2 separate regions of the Mus musculus genome follow, and region 1 is linked to region 2. The links are chromatin contacts, called in public HiChIP or PLAC-seq maps. All regions are on one chromosome and are shown on one strand. Each heading gives the region's core, a stretch centred on a gene start, on an enhancer-like site or on the middle of the called end of the contact. The rest is flanking DNA. Distances are from core to core; before and after follow the strand shown.

Evidence for each region. HiChIP or PLAC-seq counts read pairs in DNA pulled down with a chosen protein or histone mark.
Region 1: a contact with region 2 is called in an H3K27ac HiChIP or PLAC-seq map of SST interneurons, with 4 times the contacts expected there. The contact joins two enhancer-like sites. A contact is called at or near these places in 14 of 39 promoter capture datasets (the 3T3-L1 cell line, 3T3-L1-derived adipocytes, the C10 cell line and 9 more), 2 of 484 Hi-C or Micro-C datasets (both in bone marrow-derived macrophages), 4 of 115 datasets of contacts at active chromatin or transcription factors (SST interneurons, embryonic basal ganglia, embryonic hindbrain and 1 more) and 2 of 9 other capture datasets (liver and macrophages).

Annotation. Positions count from the first base shown.
Region 1 is chr3:146,895,080-146,897,779 of GRCm38.p6, forward strand. Ttll7 (tubulin tyrosine ligase-like family, member 7) reads left to right here. Exons shown (of 21, transcript NM_001357217.1): 4 at 1,527-1,648; 5 at 2,668-2,700. Among named protein-coding and RNA genes, the nearest start is that of Ttll7, 44 kb to the left of the region's middle. Within about 2 kb of position 1,387, at least 6 of the 459 cell types and tissues checked have an H3K27ac peak or open chromatin away from gene starts, as enhancers often do. A contact at or near this core is called in SST interneurons, where this site is marked.
Region 2 is chr3:146,398,071-146,400,770 of GRCm38.p6, forward strand. No RefSeq gene overlaps it. Among named protein-coding and RNA genes, the nearest start is that of Ssx2ip, 5.2 kb to the right of the region's middle. Within about 2 kb of position 1,396, at least 14 of the 459 cell types and tissues checked have an H3K27ac peak or open chromatin away from gene starts, as enhancers often do. A contact at or near this core is called in SST interneurons, where this site is marked.

The DNA.
Region 1 (2,700 bases), core at 137-2,636, 500 kb after region 2:
TGTCCCTGTTGCTCCTGTCTGCTGTGAGCCTGGTAGAGGAGGAATCTTGCAGGCCCCGTTGCTACAGCTTTCATGCTTTATATGTGTCCAAATGGCACACAGACAGCGGAGCCCTGAGGAGGCCATCATGACATGAACGCCTTGTGTATGTACTTGAAGAAACAGGATATCAATATAGCCCCAAGCTTCATCCTGCTGCTCTTAGAAAGCAGCTCCCTGAACTCATGTAGATGGTGTCTTAGTTAGGATTTCCATGGCTGTGAAGAGACACCATCACCAAGACAACTCTTATAAAGGCAAACATTTAAGTGGAGCTGGCTTACAGTTTCAGATGTTCAGTCCATTATCATTATGGTGGGAAGTGTGGCAGCCTGCAGGAAGACATGGTGCTGGAGGAGCCAAGAATTCTACATCTTGATCCAAAGACAGGCAGAAGGAGACTCTTTCTGTAGGCAGCTAGGAGGACTGGGACGAGTCTGGGCATAGGAGCCTCAAAGCCCACCCCCACAGTGATGTACTTCCTCCAATAAGGCCACACCTCCTAACAGTGCCACTTCCTATGGGCCAAGAATGTTCAAACCACCACAGATGGTCTCAGGGCTTCTTTAAGTATATTCCAGGCCTCACTGCATATAAAACCAGTTGTTTATCTAACAAATAGCCAAGAGCCCCTAGGATTTGAGATCAGCTGTGCCTGATTATCAGTTTTACACCTGATCAAAGTCAGCCACACAATTCCCATCTCTTCTCAAATATTAGCGGATCATGGTATAAAGGAAACATTAAATAATGGAACTTGTAAGCACTGGCATGTAGATATACTTTTCTTTTAGAACTCAGAATTCACTGGCACTCACTCAAATGCTACCCCAACTGTATCACTCGTCTTAAATTTAAACTCAAAACTTGTTGAAAGAAAAATGCCAGTATACTAACTGTAACATCTAGGCCTAAGAGGAGCACATGTGTTTTGTGCTCAAAAGGATACCCCAAGAGTAATCTTTTTTTCAGTGGGATCTCAGGGTTGGGGCAGTAGAGATCCAATCTCCAAGTCCCCTGTGAATTCTGTTTCAGTGCTTCCTACTCTGAGGAAACAGAGCTGACTTGTTGACAGGAAGGGTGAAAGGCACAGGGCAGATCTGATGGTCAAGGGTATTTTTACCTTTCCAATTTTATACCCAGTCCCAGGTGTTGGGGAAGCCCTGAGGGTGAATGTACCTGTGTAGAGTTATATCAGCTGTCTCTGTGTTTTTACTGTACTAAAGTCACTCTCTAAACCCTCTGCAAGTGCTGTGTTTTGGGAAATTGCGCAGGACTATGACTAAGGCTTTTTGGTGCAACCTAATTCAGTTCCCAGCTTCTGTGGAGAGCAATTTGGTAAAAGTGCCGTCACTGGTAATGAGCTTATGCTATAAGGAGTGGGGCCAGTCTGCACCTGGAACACTGTGGGTATACGCATGTGCATTTCCATTGTGAATGTCTTTAAGGTGTTCTGGCTCAGGTTTGATGTAATCGTCTCTTTTCAGTTCGTTTAGTAATAGATGAGATGGGATTTATGAAAACTCCTGATGAAGATGAGACAAGCAATCTTATCTGGTGTGATGCTGCTGTTCAGCAGGAGAAGATTACAGACCTGCAGAACTACCAGGTGGGGACTGACAGTCAGCATCGGGGAGAAAGTCACACCACTTCCACCACTTCCGTCATGGTTTTATTTAGCTTCTTAATCTGTCCACATATTAGCTTTCAGTTCTGAGTTCCCTGGGCCGCCTGTCTCGTTGCTCGCTGGCTGTGCTGACTCTTTGCATTAAGCCCGTGTCATTTCCAAACTCAACCTTTAGCTTTTTTCTTTAAAGATGGATCAACAGGGAAAAATTCTAAGTTGATGCTTTGAGTTATGTACACCTTAAGATGAGTGACAGGGAATGGATTGTCTTAGTGGACAAAGACCTTATAGCTTCAGCTCCATTAGTCTGACTTTTACATCTATAGTGCAGTACAAATGTGTTTAGAAGAAATGGAAAGCAAATTGAAAAACCTACAAGGGATCCAAAGCAATCGATGTTTGCTACTTACCCTCCCTCCCTTCTTCCCCTTCCTCTCTCCTCCTCCCTCCCTCCCTCTCTCCTTCCCTCCTTTCCTCCCTCCCTTCCTCCCTCCTTCTCTCCTTCCTTCCCTCCCCTTTCCTTCCTCTCCCCTCCTTCCCCCTCCCCTTCATTCCCTTCCCTCCCTCCTCCTCTCCTTTCCTCCCCTTCCTTTCTCCCTCTCTCCTCTTCCTCCCTCCCCTCATCTTCTTCATTGCTTAGATTCTAAGAATACATAGTAGACCAGATGGAGTAAATATTTTAAGTCCCATGTTATCAATGCCTGTATTCTATTATTCCAAAAGCAATTTGGATATTAAATTGTCACCTATCCAACACAGAACATTAGAACTTTATTATCTTTGTAATGTCTTTTCCAGATTTGATAAAAATTTTATAGTTTTATTCACTGATTATCATATTTTTTAATTTCATAAGTCACTAGCCATCTAATTTTAAATCCTTTACATTAATAATTTCCAATTTATTAGAACATAAGTCTCAGATATTTTGTGATGTGTTGCAGTATACAAGTCTATTCATTGATTCATTAAATGTTAATATTTACCTTTTTATTTTTCAGAGAATCAACCATTTTCCAGGAATGGGAGAGATC
Region 2 (2,700 bases), core at 146-2,645:
CACTCTGCTGAAGCAAAGGCACCTCCTGTAACCCCACCCAGTGCTGGGGAGACAGACACAGAGGGATGCTTGGTTTGAAGACAAGCCAGTCTAACCAAGTCAATGAGTTCTGAGTTAAGTCAGGGAGACTGTTTTTCAAAATAAAAGTGTAACTAAAGAAAACACTTGATGTCAATTTCCAGCCTCTACATTCACATACACATATGTAGATGTGAATGTCCACTCAGCTCTCCCCCCTCCCCCCTCCCCCTCCCCCTCCCTCTCCCTCCGCAAGATCTCTATGGTTGACCCCTAGCCACCTTCCTATGATATAGTTTATGGGTTGGTTGAATGCTTTATTAACAAATTTTGCCTGCCATTTTAAAGTTAGAAACTTAAGCTTAGGATAGACGATAAGTTGGGAAGCAAAACTTAGCGTCTGCTAAAATTCAAAGGCATTCTTACCCAAAATCATTTCAAAAGAAGCCATGGTGTAAAATGTTCTCAGCAGATCAGACCAAAGTCTAACGTGCCAAGCAGGGAACACCCAGGTATTTTAACCTGGACTAATAGGAAGAGAAAGTTCTGTTTTCCTTCCAAGCATAACACTTTTTTTTCCCCTTTTTTTTTGTTTTTTTGACATAGCGTTTCTCTGTGTAGTTCCGGCTGTCCTGGAACTTGCTCTGTAGACCAGGCTGGCCTCAAATTCAGAAATCTGCCTGCCTCTGCCGCCCAAGTGCTGGGACTAAAGGCGTGCGCCACCACCGCCCGGCAGCATAACACTTTTTAAGAGTCATTTTAATTATGCCAACCAATACTCACACCCAAGGGACTGGTCAGAAAGACATGGTATCACTAGTCTATGAAGACACACAGAGGACCAGGCTCCACTAAACTTACAGAAGTCAGAAAACACAGCTTTCTGGAAGTGTGGTCTTTTGTCTGTGTGATTGGGTGGGGGTGGGAGTCGGGTGGGAGTGAATCCAGAGATTTTTATAAGCTAGGGCAAGTGCTCTACCACTGAACTATATCCCAGCTCTTGGTCTGCTCGGCTTTGCTTTCTTTCTTCATATGTATATGTGTGTGTGTGTGTGTGTGTGTGTGTGTGTGTGTGTGTGTGTATGTGTGTGTATATACATACATACATATGCACATACACATTCACTAAGACTTAATTTTGCCTACCCTGCTGTCCTTAAAAAGTTAGACCTGGCCATAACCCAGAAGTAATGGAAGCAGGACCATTAGGAGAAGTGACTCAGCCCATAGTCTCATCACGCACAGGCCCTGACAGGAAATCTTCTTCAGTGGATCCAGAAAGCATCGCTTACTGAGCAACCCAGATGGTATGTATGTATGCACGGCAGCAGAGAGCTTGGAAGAATTGGCCCGCTATTCTGGAGCTCTGAATCTGCATGCCAGAGGCAGCCATGTGCCTGGGTGTCCGCCTGGGTGTTGGAGATACTGTTTCTAAGGAATGGATTGAATTGGGAGTGGTTCAGAGGCTCTTTCAGTGGAATTAAGGTGTTTTAAAGATCATAGTAATACCTACCTCTAAATATTCTTGTCTAATAGAAGTCAATAAACTGTGGCGTGAGTGTTTCTCCTCCTGCCTGCCTCCTGCCTCCTCACAACAGTTCAGTTAGAGTTAAAGCAGCCATGAGGAGCTGAGGCCACCGAGATGAACTGGACCAGCCCCTGCCCTGCTGTTCTGCTCCAGTGGGAGAAGACAGACCGCAAGCAAGGAAACAAATGGAGAAGGGTGATCTGCACCCAGGTGGGATCCCGATGATGGAGGGGATCCAAGTAGAACCTCAGTGGGAAGAAACTTCCAGAGAGATTGTTTCGGCTTGATCTGAAATGTCCCCTAAACACCCGCAGGCTTTTAAAGGCTTTGTCCCCAGCCACTAGTGCTATGTATGGGGCAGTGGGGGGATGTTTGTGTGAGGGACACGGCAGAAAGTTGATTATAGGGTTATGTCCTTGAAGGGGATTGAACACTGGCCCCTTCCTCCCCACCGCCCCGCTCCCTGGCCCCACTTTGCTTCCTGGCTACTTCAAAGTGAGCAGCTTTCTTCCAAGGGTCCCTTCGGCCTTGACCCGGCCCCGAAGCATCAGGCTACCCGGCTGTGGGCTTTGAGCTCTGAACTGTGAGGTGTGGCAAACCTTTTAAACTTTCTTCAGCTTTCTTGTCACAGTGGCAGGACTCTGAGGTAATTAATGACTGTGGGGCAGGGGTAAGAAGCCTCGTGGTCCGCACTTTCTCAGCTGAATAAGAAATACCAGAAATGTAAGTTCAGCTTTAGCCAAACATGATAGAGTGGGCGGTCCCACACTAAGGACACTGGGAAGTAATCAATGTCTGAAACCTGCGTTTCGATTTCTGGAAATCGGGCTTCTTCTCAAGGGAAGGCTTTTATGTCATACAAAGGCTGACCACACAGATGTGAGCCCCATCTTTGGACGATGTATAAGTGCCGCCTGTTAAAGTGCTGACCTTGAAATAGATGGCATTCACTTGAATGGTCAGTCACTGAGTACTGAAAATCAACGGAAAGTCCCAGGCACTTGAGGACACAGCAGACAAGCCGGCCCTTGCTTATGGAGGCTTTATTCTAGTGGATCAAACAGTCAGTCAGAAGAAATGATAAAGTGTGCTTGAAGGTTGGATAAGAGCAAGGTAACCGGATGCCTGGGATCTGGAAGGGATTCTAATTTTAA